Linked DNA regions of Sus scrofa: all the other regions are linked to region 4. A link is a contact called in public HiChIP or PLAC-seq data. All regions are on one chromosome and are shown on one strand. The core of a region is the stretch at or near the end of the contact, and the rest is flanking DNA. Distances in the headings are between cores, read along the strand shown. Region 1 overlaps RELL1 (RELT-like protein 1). Region 2 overlaps TBC1D1 (TBC1 domain family member 1). Region 3 overlaps TBC1D1 (TBC1 domain family member 1). Region 4 overlaps PGM2 (phosphoglucomutase-2).

What was found. HiChIP or PLAC-seq counts read pairs in DNA pulled down with a chosen protein or histone mark.
Region 1: an H3K27ac HiChIP or PLAC-seq map of alveolar macrophages shows a contact between it and region 4. The contact joins two enhancer-like sites. A contact is called at or near these places in 6 of 47 Hi-C or Micro-C datasets (fetal liver, liver, mesenteric adipose tissue and 3 more) and 1 of 2 datasets of contacts at active chromatin or transcription factors (alveolar macrophages).
Region 2: a contact with region 4 is called in an H3K27ac HiChIP or PLAC-seq map of alveolar macrophages. The contact joins two enhancer-like sites. A contact is called at or near these places in 1 of 5 promoter capture datasets (fetal liver) and 1 of 2 datasets of contacts at active chromatin or transcription factors (alveolar macrophages).
Region 3: a contact with region 4 is called in an H3K27ac HiChIP or PLAC-seq map of alveolar macrophages. The contact joins two enhancer-like sites. A contact is called at or near these places in 3 of 5 promoter capture datasets (fetal liver, liver and skeletal muscle), 5 of 47 Hi-C or Micro-C datasets (heart right ventricle, omental adipose tissue, psoas muscle and 2 more) and 1 of 2 datasets of contacts at active chromatin or transcription factors (alveolar macrophages).

Annotation. Positions count from the first base shown.
Region 1 is chr8:29,141,454-29,144,181 of Sscrofa11.1, reverse strand. It overlaps RELL1 (RELT-like protein 1), which reads left to right. Exons shown (of 7, transcript XM_013978589.2): 5 at 2,490-2,726. Among named protein-coding and RNA genes, the nearest start is that of RELL1, 48 kb to the left of the region's middle. Within about 2 kb of position 1,296, at least 6 of the 83 cell types and tissues checked have an H3K27ac peak or open chromatin away from gene starts, as enhancers often do. A contact at or near this core is called in alveolar macrophages, where this site is marked.
Region 2 is chr8:29,486,071-29,488,856 of Sscrofa11.1, reverse strand. It overlaps TBC1D1 (TBC1 domain family member 1), which reads right to left. Exons shown (of 22, transcript XM_021101100.1): 5 at 639-743. Among named protein-coding and RNA genes, the nearest start is that of MIR9840, 62 kb to the left of the region's middle. Within about 2 kb of position 1,261, at least 1 of the 83 cell types and tissues checked has an H3K27ac peak or open chromatin away from gene starts, as enhancers often do. A contact at or near this core is called in alveolar macrophages, where this site is marked.
Region 3 is chr8:29,504,475-29,507,432 of Sscrofa11.1, reverse strand. It overlaps TBC1D1 (TBC1 domain family member 1), which reads right to left. Exons shown (of 22, transcript XM_021101100.1): 9 at 1,020-1,148. Among named protein-coding and RNA genes, the nearest start is that of MIR9840, 43 kb to the left of the region's middle. Within about 2 kb of position 1,447, at least 2 of the 83 cell types and tissues checked have an H3K27ac peak or open chromatin away from gene starts, as enhancers often do. A contact at or near this core is called in alveolar macrophages, where this site is marked.
Region 4 is chr8:29,312,737-29,315,436 of Sscrofa11.1, reverse strand. It overlaps PGM2 (phosphoglucomutase-2), which reads right to left. Exons shown (of 14, transcript XM_003128910.4): 2 at 2,493-2,660. Among named protein-coding and RNA genes, the nearest start is that of PGM2, 6.5 kb to the right of the region's middle. Within about 2 kb of position 1,271, at least 3 of the 83 cell types and tissues checked have an H3K27ac peak or open chromatin away from gene starts, as enhancers often do. A contact at or near this core is called in alveolar macrophages, where this site is marked.

The DNA of each region.
Region 1 (2,728 bases), core at 47-2,546, 170 kb after region 4:
ATGGAGGACTCCGTCTAGTGGAAGTGGAGACAGGAGGTGGGGGCTGCAGAGAAAGGCCAGAGCAAAAGACCCTGGAGCGTGAAAGTGGGGGGTGACCCAGGAACGTTCAGTCTGTGGTGGCCGGAGGACGTGCTATGGACAGACGCTAGAAGGTCCAGCAAGGCCAGTTGGGACTGAGTGACACGGCAAGGAGTTTGGACCTTTGTCTGCTTACTCTGTGGGTGGTACAGCCAGCACATCTTAGGTATTTCATACATGTTTGTGAAACTGGCCATGTTGGATTTTAGCAAGGTGACTCAGGGCTGGAAGACCAGTGTAGGGAGCTCTGCTTGTGTAGTTCATAGAGACACAGGAGCTGTGACTTCTCCTATTTTCCAGTCCTGCCCATAGACACCTTGGGGTAGGACCGTGTCACCTCGGTGTATCTTTGCCTCAGGCATCTTAGGGCATCCTGTGGTCCCTGCCACTGGGTTTTGTGCACAGCAGGTCCCAGATAAACGTTCGTTGAATGGAGGTGGTTAAACTTTTTTCTTTTTTGGCTACACCCTCAGCAAAAGGAAGTTCCCAGGCCAGGGATCAAACCCTAGCCACAGCGGTGACAATGCCATATCCTCAACCTGCTGAGGCACCAGGGAACTCTGAATGTTGTTAAATTTTCAAATTTAGACTCCTGATATGTGGTGTGGACCTTGTTTTACCCCAGAAAGCTGCAACTGTGTTTTGTTTGTTTGTTTTTTGTGGGTTTTTTGGGGGGTTTCTTTCTTTTTTTCTTTTTAGGGCCAACCTGAGCCTATGGAGGTTCCCAGGCTAGGGGTCTAATTGGAGCTGCAGCTGCTGGCCTCTGCCACAGCCACAGCAACGCTAGATCCGAGCCACATTCGCAACACCACAGCTTGCAGCAACACCTGATCCTTAATCCACTGAGTGAAGCCAGTGATTGAACCTGCATCATTTTAGACACTATGTTGGGTTCTTAATCTGCTGAGCCACAACAGGAACTCCCTGCAATTTTGCGTTTTAAACAATCTAAAGAGCATTCCTAAAGAACACCAGGAAACTCTGGGCTGTAATGTTTGAGACTATCGTTTCCATAAGGCGTGCTGCTTTTGAGGTGGCCGGTTATCAGCAGTATAAAGGCTGGTTTATGCTGTCATGAGACTTCCATGCGCCTTTGGGGCTTTTGGCCCAGTCTCAAGAGTCAGGCTGTGCTGTGACCAGCTGCCCCACCCACCCGCTCCTCCATGGTCAGAGGGCTGATTCCTGGTCAGGCCAGCCCTGTGCTGTCTTGATTCCTCCTTTCCTGGTAGACCAGAGCCTTGACACAGCTTGATGAAAGCAGTTAGCATCTGACCTATATATACTTCTGCTTTTTACATTTTGGATGGTCTGGCTGGGTTTCTTCCAGGTTATCAAAGGGGTCTCCCCTGTTTCTGAAGCACTGCAGCGTGATGATTAAGATCATGGTTTCTAGATGTCATCTTTCCAGATTTGGATCTCAACCATGACTTATTGGCTGTGTGACCTTGGGCAAGTTACTTAACTGCTCTGAGGCTCAGTGTCTTCTTTTTTAAAAAGAGGAAATTGGAGTTCCTGTCATGGCTTGGTGGCATCCATGAGGATACAGGTTCAATCCCTGGCCTTGCTCAGTGGGTTAAAGGATCTGGCATTGCTATGAGCTGTGGTGTAGGTCGCAGACATGGCTCAGATCCCACCTTGCTGTAGCTGTGAAGGCCAGTGGCTACAGCTCCGATTCAACCCCTAGCCTGGGAACCTCTGCATGCTGCAGGTACAGCCCTAAAGAGACAGAAAAATATAAACAAATAAATAAATAAGGAAATTAATAATATCTACCTCAGAAAGTTTTGTAAAAATGAACCGAATTAACATATATCAAATGCTTAGAGTGCTGTTAGCTATTTTTATTATTCCTATTATCAACCTCTTTTGAACATCTCTCTTTTGAGTATTTTGACCTAAAAGCTTTCTTCCTTTGATACAATCGTCAGATTGGATCAAAAGCCACTCGATAATTTGACTGGAATTTAAGTTTTTCTCTCCTCCAAGGCATGTATGTCCAAGGTGTCTATTTGCTTAGAGATCTGGGCAGGCGCTTGGGTATGTGTGAGAAATTAGTTTGCCTGAAATTAGATTGGATGAGAAGGGAGGTTGGCCATTTGGAAAGAAACCTAATACTTTAAGACAAACAGTACACCATCATTAGAAGCAGGGGTTTATTTCTGGCCCTTTAATTCCATCCTAGAAGTGATAAATCACATTATTACTGTTTAAAACGAGCTGTCATTGTACAGTCGTAAAAGCTGAATGCCTGCTGTCTGAGATCAGTTCACAACGCCCATTTGTGTAATTGGAAGAGACATTTTTTCCTTTTGCTTTGAACCTGCTTCTTACATTCCGTGGGAGAGATTTGCCTTCGCTGGTATTTCTTTTAAGTAACCAGATCCACCTTTTCCTTTTTCTTCCCCCTGTAGCCCTGTGACCCCCAGCACTCCTGGGAGCCCGCCCGTGAGCCCCGGGCCCTTGTCACCGGGAGGCACCCCAGGAAAGCACATCTGCGGCCACCATCTGCACACAGTGGGCGGTGCTGTCGAGCGGGACGTGTGTCATCGATGTAGGCATAAGCGGTGGCACTTCATCAGACCTGCCAACAAGTCCAAAGAGGGCCGCCCGAGGCGCCAAGGGGAGGTCACCGTCCTCTCTGTGGGCAGGT
Region 2 (2,786 bases), core at 12-2,511, 170 kb before region 4:
AAAAAAAAGAAAAATAATAATTAAAATGAGCTGGGCAGAGATTTCAGGATGCTGTGGAAAGACTCAGTACTTTAAGATTCTTCAGGACTACTAGTCACAGGTAAATGAATAATAACCATAATAACTGCTAAGATTACATACAGTCTGAGAAACACTACAAAAGCTCAAAGCTCTTCAAGGAGATAAAGTAAAAACTAGATGTAAATTAAATACTGAGCGAAAACCAACTCTTCTGATCAAAAGTTCAAAACGACATTTTTATAAAGCCAAAGCAAGAGTTCCCTGGTGGCTCAGCGAGCTGGGGATCTGGCATTATCACTGCGGCAGCATGAGTTTGATCCCTGGCCCAGGAACTTCCACATGCCATAGGAACAGCCCCAAAATAATAAACCAACAAATTAATAAATGAAAACTCTAATGCAGAGGGTGAAAGTGAGCAGGCCTTTAAGAACAATGAAAATTGAAAATGCATATTCAAGCTCAGGTGTATACCAGCTAGTGAGAAAACAGTCATGAATGAATAATTAAAGCCAAATAAGGTCAATGAGGCCGTACAGTTTTGCTTCAGAAAGAAATCAGGGAGGTTGAAATCCCCTGCAAAGGAGACTTCAAGGTAAGAACTGCTCTTTCTCACTCACCAGAGCTTCATTCGTGCACTGAAACACATAGCAGACGAAATGAAAGCCTCCAGCTCCCGAGGACTCTCGGCAGATGAACCCAAAGTGGTCCACGTGTCTAATACCCTGTTGAAGGCAGGGAGGAGAGGAAGGGACAGTGAGTTGTACCCAGAAGAGGCACCACTGCCAGAAATACAACCTAAGGTTTATACTGCACAATTTTAAAAGACACTATAAGAGTATTATTTTCTCAGATATTTTAAATACCTAAAAACGTCTCTCAAATATGAAGTTCTACTAAAATGTTACTCTGATTATCCCCACAATAAGAGAAGTAGGAACTGAAAACTGGAGTTTTCTTTTCTTTTTCTTTGGTCTCTTTAGGGCCGCACCCACAGCACATGGAGGGGCCCAGGCTCGGGATCAAATCAGAGCTACAGCTGCAGGCCTACACTACAGCCACAGCAACACGGGATCCGAGCCACATCTGCAACCTACACCACAGTTCACCGCAATGCTGGATCCTTAACCCACTCACTGATCGAGACCAGGGATCAGACTCGCCATCTTCACAGATACTAGTCAGTTTCATAACATGCTGAACCATAACGGGAACTCCCAAAACTGAAGTTTTTAATGCTCATTTTAGTAATAAAAGGAAGTGGAGAAAAGCTGACACAGAAAAATTACAACTTCTCTTGGGTCTTAAGGAATAAGACAAGAGACTAATGAAGAAACACAACTATACACACACATGAGCACACATGCACAAACACACAAACACATATAGACATAAAAGTTAAAAGTTTTAAGACATCTGTACTCTTAAAATAACAGAAAGATAAATATTGAAGTAAACTAGTGGAAACAATGAGTTAAAAATTCTACACAATAAAGAACAGAGAAGCTTTTAAACATAAGCTATTAAGGCTCAAGCTCTACCATAGTTTCCTAAGAGCTCTTTTTAATAAATGTCAACATGCATACTTGTTTTGAAAGTATCAGCTGAGAGGCACAACAGCAATACAGATATGGCATCACCCATAAATATTAATGTGCAGTGTCTCCTGAAAACACCAGCACACAGAGATATGAGTGCTGAGAGCCTGAAGGTCAGGTGATCAGGTAAAATGCACCCTTTAAAACAATCACATGAAAAAGGAAAAATATTTAATATTAACATTTCAATAGAAATAGCAGCAAATCAAGATAAAAAGCTGTGGAGAAGCTCAGTTTCAGGACAATTATTTCCCAATAAACGGGCAATCCCTGACATATCCCAGCAACTCCGTCAACATTTCCCAAGAGCAAGCTAAGCATATGCTAGAGGATACTCCCCAGGAAAGCAGGATTTGGAAAAAACTTTTCCTTTGTAAATGGTTCCTTATTTGATCTTATTCAGGAACATCATTTTCACCTTTTGGGGAGGAAAATTCCCTGCTGAATCCTTCTGTAGATCATGCTATAATTCAACAAACAATGAGACTTCCATCCTACCTTATTAATGTTGAGAAAATGGAAATGAGGAAACAAGTCAGACTTTTAAAAAGTAATCAAACAATAATTCAGATTTGCTAGGAAGATCCTGAGTGAAATTGGCATAGCTCTTTATAACTGACAGATTCTCCACATTTCTCTATGAAACACACCCAGATGAGCAAGAATGAACTCAAGTAGACACTGTATTCTGAGGAAAACATCCTGAAAGGTAGTCACTATTTATCATGTTTTAAGGAAGAAGAAATAATGATCATTGGTATTTGAAAAATTATGGGAGTTCCCATCGTGGCGCAGTGGTTAACGAATCCGACTAGGAACCATGAGGTTGCGGGTTAGGTCCCTGCCCTCGCTCAGTGGGTTGACGATCCGGCGTTGCCGTGAGCTGTGGTGCAGGTTGCAGACGCGGCTCGGATCCCGCATTGCTGTGGCTCTGGCGTAGGCCGGCGGCTACAGCTCCGATTAGACCCCTAGCCTGGGAATCTCCATATGCCACGGGAGCGGCCCAAGAAATAGCAAAAAGACAAAAAAAAAAAAAGAAAAAAGAAAAATTATGAATTTTTGTAAAGTAGAAACAAGTATCTATTTAAAAATGTACCACTGTGTATATGAATGTACATATAAACATGCACACAGACCCAGACCCACACCCAGACCTCTGGAAAACAGGGC
Region 3 (2,958 bases), core at 198-2,697, 190 kb before region 4:
TCTGTAAGGATGCTGTAAGACTCTCAGAAACATCTTCACACAAAATAAAATTTAACTTTCACCAAAAAAATAAAGCTTGTTTCAAATGAAGTAGTTCATGAAATAAAAAAGAAATAAAAGAAGATATTGTAAACTCTTGAAAGGTGTGGAACTTTGAGAGAAAATCAAACATCTACTTCTTAGAAGTGCCATCGTCAGGGGTGTTTACACTCATGGGAGGGGGGAGTAGGTAAGTAGGGGGTGATAGGAATTTCTTTAAGAACTTCCAGATTGGTACAGATGCACATTTTATTTTTCCTGTAGAGCTGCAGGCCACAAACTTCTTCTGTAAAGGGCCAGATAATAAACCTCTTACGCTCTGTGGGCCAACTACTTGACTCTGTAGAAAAGCAGCCTTAGACAAAAGGCGAATGAACTGATGTGACTGTGTTCTAACAAAACTTTATTTACAAAAACAAAAAGTGACTGGTATCTGGCCCAAGAGCCACAGTTTGCAGATCCTGCTACAGGCAATTTGAGACACCAGCAACAGAAGCTGAGAACAACAATTTTTAAGCTGTACCTAGTGACACCAGGGAGAATGGAACCCACACTTTGATGTATCTGATCCATGCTCTTTATAGGGGCTGCCCCACAAACAACATTCTTTTGGGAAACTCCATGGGATATAATACAACACAAAAGAGTGATTATTTTTTTGGCCATGCCCTTGGCATGCAGAGGTTCCCAGGCCAGGGATCAAACCTGTGCCAGAGCAGCAACCCGAGCTACAGCAGTAATAACGCCAGCTCCTTTAGTCTCGAAGCCACCAGGGAACTCCAATAATGATTTTTAAAAACCCAGACCAAGGTAAAAACTGAACTTTAAAGGGAACAATTTTCTAAGACTAAGAAGACATTAAAAAGGTTTTACCCTCCTATACTTTACAATGAACCCTGTTGGAGTAAAAGCAAAGAACTGAATCTCATGTTCTCTCAAAACGTGAGTCAACTTAAATTAGGACGAATCATACCACTTACCCGGGACAAAATACTTTCTAAAGACTCCGTTAAAGATCTCTTTGCTTTGTTTTTCAGCATATCTAGTCTAAACCGAGTGGCACTGGGTGGTAACTCGCTTCCAATATTCTCCGCTGCAATCTGTGATGCCTAAAAAGTGGAACAATGGAAAGTTAAGTCACATAGGCCTCCTTCCTTTTTAAAGGACTGAAAAACCTCTAGGATGCATCTTCTTGACCCCAGGTCATATTCTTTCTGTGACTTCTTCTCAGCTGCTCCTTGGCAACAGGACTGCAAGTCTAAGAAATACATTTGCCTCAAAGACCGACTCTGTCTCCTCCAAAAGAAATGAAGAAATGTGCTTAGAAACCAATCCGTTAACAAAGCAGTTTAGAGCTCGGGCTCTGTGGCTGGATCAGAGACAGTCACTCACTAGCCGCGGCCTTGTGCAAGCTGCTTTCTCTGAGCCACAACTTCCTCTCCTGTGAACTGAGACCGACCTCAAGATGTAAGAACAGTGCTGTGGGGTGAGCATAGCAGGTAAAGCATCTAAAAGCATCAGGCACAGCTTGTGGTACAAAGGCAACTACCATTAGCTTTTCAAAGGAAAGGAACAACACACTCTGGGTTCCCAGTTCAGAACCCACCATCCAGGGGTGTCACAACCCATCCACCGGCAGCCTTTTCACAATAACCAGCACCTGGAAATAGCATAGGTGTCCGTCACAAGGGGAATGGAGAAATCAACCATACTTGTGACACAATGGAATGAAAAGGAACATATTAATGATTTATGCAACAACAAGGATGAATATCAAAAACATTCTGCTAAGTGAAAGAAGCCTGAACCAAAAGAGAAGATACTGTATGATTCTACTTATAAAAAGTTCCCAAACAGGCAAAACGAATCTATGGTGGGAAAAAAAAAAAAAAACAGTGGTTGCCTGGGGGAGGGAGGGAGTGAGGACTGCTGTGGGGGTACCTGCGGGCATGATGGAGATGTCCTGTATCTTGACAGGGATGTGGGCTACCTGAATGTACAAAATCCTCCAAACTCAACAAATGGTACGCTCGAGATCTGTGCAGCTTACTATGTGTAAATCTTATCTCCAAAAAATTGTAAACAAATACTAAATTCTAGGTATTGATACACATACTAAAGGGTTCAGGGATCAAGAAGACTAGTACATGGAGTTCTCGTCGTGGCTCAGTGGTTAACAAATCCGACTAGGAACCATGAGGTTGCAGGTTTGATCCCTGGCCTTGCTCAGTGGGTTAAGGATCCGGCGTTGCCGAGAGCTGTGGTGTAGGTTGCAGACGCGGCTCGGATCCTGCATCGCTGTGGCTCTGGCGAAGGCCAGCAGCTACAGCTCCGATCAGACCCCTAGCCTGGGAACCTCCATAGGCCGTGGGTGCAGCCCTAGAAAATGCAAAAAAAAAAAAGAAGAATGCTAGTACAGAAACTTACCTTGAAAGGCATCAAAATAAGGATACACACACAGGAAAGCAAACATAACAAAATGTTAAAAATGGTTTCCTCCACTTGGGCATCTATCCGGACAAAACTCTACTTAAAAGAGACACATGCACCCGCGTGTTCACTGCAGCACTATTCACAATAGCCAGGACATGGAAACAACCCAAATGTCCATCGACAGATGATTGGATTCAGAAGATGTGGTATATATACACAATGGAATACTACTCAGCCATAAAAAGGGTGACATAATGCCATTTGCAGCAACATGGATGGAACTAGAGAATCTCATCCTGAGTGAAATGAGCCAGAAAGACAAAGGCAAATACCATATGATATCACTTATAACTGGAATCTAATATCCAGCACAAATGAACATCTCCTCAGAAAAGAAAATCATGGACTTGGAGAAAAGATTTGTGGCTGCCTGATGGGAGTGGGAGGGATCGGGAGCTTGGGCTTATCAGACACAACTTAGAATAG
Region 4 (2,700 bases), core at 22-2,521:
GGGGTGCCTGGGCCATCGTGAAAGCCGGCACGTTCTGCAAGGTCACACTACCAAAGGCTGAGGGTGGAAGCTGGGGTGGTTTTTCCTGGAAATCCTTTTCCTCCAATTCTGAAACCACTCCTAAGATTTAAAAAATGTGTCTGCTGCTCTCTTAAAACTGTCTTGACTCTAAACATCTTTGTCTCCTATTGTGTCCGCTGCTCTCTTAAAACTGTCTTGACTCTAAACATCTTTGTCTCCTATTGTGTAAATGTTCCAGGGCAGGCTGGACAATCACTTTCGGGTGGATTACAGAGGAAATGACTCCCACTTGGGGTGGCAGGGTGAATCAGATGACCCTTAAAGGAACTCGTCTTAGCGTTGTAGGATTCTTAGCTATCACAGGGTCGACTGCCTGAAGAGGCCAGTTCCTGTAGTGAGGAGGATGTGTAAGATAGGTCCAAAGACCTTTCTAGGCATAGATTTCATCATTCCTAGAAATTAGACGTAGATGAATACAGGAGTAAAGGCTCTAGGCTCATCCAGAATCCCTCAGAATCCCCTAACGATGAGGCCAAACAGGAGGTGTGACCAATTGGATTTTCCCCAAAGATAGTCGCATCAATATATCCCATCCCACAGGCTTCCCTAATGTGATCCAACTCTGTACCCTCATGCCAGACTTCCATAGGGTTTTGGGACAACAGGACCAACCCGGCTTTATGCTGGGAGGTGTGTGTAAGGTACATGTGATCACCAGGAGTCAATTTTCCCAGGCTTTTCTTTCCCAGAATTAAAGGGACCTTCATTTTTAACAAGTCTAAGTAGTTGAAGACACAGAACAATCTGTTCCACTTTATTTCCCTCACAAACAGAACTCTCCACACGCAGTGGCAGCTGTTTTGTCAAAGGCTTCACCTTTATTCCTAAAAGTTCGGTCTAGACTCTGATAGACTGATTCACAAATGAAGGCAAGGGCACTTAGCAATAATTCCCATACTATAAATTAAAACTAAATGGAACGAATAACTCTTGGTTATTATGGCCCCTGGAAAAGCTTTTCAATGCTTGCATGGGTACAATTATAACAAAAATTAGAACATAAAAATCAGTCAGCTTAGTTGGTGGAATGGCACTAGAATGAAAGCCTTATGTCTGTTTGTTTTAGGCATTATTATATTTCCAATTCCTGGCACCCAATAAATCTGTCGAATGAATAAATGAATGGTTGAAAGAATTGTTGCAGGAGTTGTGAAATAGTACTGCTTCAGCTGACTGCGCAAGCCTAACTTTATGACCTAAATGTGTAATTCCCTGTGCCCGGGCAAACCCAAAAGACTCATTCATCACTAAAGCAGGTTAGATCTGGAGTTCCCGTCATGGCGCAGGGGAAACAAATCTGACTAGGGACCATGAGGTTGCAGGTTCAATCCCTGGCCTCGCTCAGTGGGTTAAGGATTCAGCGTTGCCGTGAGCTGTGGTGTAGGCGGCAGATGCGGCTCAGATGGTGTTTGGTTTAGGCCAGCAGCTGTAGCTCCAATTAGACCCCTAGCCTGGAAATCTCCATATGCCATGGGAGTGGCCCGAAAAAAAAATACTACTACTACTAATAATAATACAGCAAATTAGGGCTATTAAATACAAAAGGAGCCTGGGCTTAAATTATTTTAAAAAGTTGGCCATAGGACTGCGGTGGCTTTACTGCCTTAGGAGCCTACCAAGCAAGCCAAAACCTAAACCTGGAAAAGCCTCAAGGCTAAGAAATCACAACCTAAGGAGAGCCAATCACAAAGAGCCAACTAGGCTTTCCCAAAGAGCTATAGCCAATCTACTCTCCTTGCTTTGTTTCTGCCTCTCCTCTACACAAGTCTTTCCAGTAGCCCCTGTCAGTGGAGTGCGCTGAGGGGGAGCCCAAATATGCCTCTCTGCCAGATGCATCATTGTGAACTGAAGGCAATCAACTCTGAGCAGATTGAAGAAAAACTCTTACCTCTTCCTTAACTACCTAGAAGAATTCAGATATGGAGCCCAACCCAGGAAGAAAGCTATTACCAGAGATAGCTTTTAATCTGAAAGACTTATCTATATGGCAGGCAAACATCTAATTACCAAACATCTGCTCTTCTATTCTCCTGTGAAAAACACAGATATAAAAACATATATTTGAAAAAAAATTCATATATTCGAAAAGTTCTTATACTGCCTGAAACCTCAACTGCTGAACTTGCCCTTGGGTCTCACTGTCTTTATGGGGCTCCTGAGTATGTATAACTAAATTTGTTTTCTCTTGTTAATCTGTCTTATGCTCATTTATTCAACAGACCAGCCAAAGCATCCAGAAGGGTAGAGGTCAAAATTTTTCTCCCCAAGAGATCCTAGCCACCTCCAGTTTGAAACTGCCTGATTCAAACACATTTTTGCTCAAATGAAATCTTGAAATCTTTAATATGTCTCAGTTGGTCTTTCAGCAATGGGGCTATGTTAAGAATAACAAGAAAGAAAAGATGGGGTACCTGTGTAGTCTGGATGATGGTCAAGTCATTCATACGAGAGATTCCTGCTCCCATCATAGCTCGGAGACCAGCTGTCCCGAACTCCATTCGAGCCCCAAAACATTTCTGCAGTTCTTCTTTATTATCTTCTTCAAGTAGTCGTTTCACTGACTCCCAAGTTAAAGGATTCTACAAAACAGTAATGTATACACCAGATATAGCCAAGTGA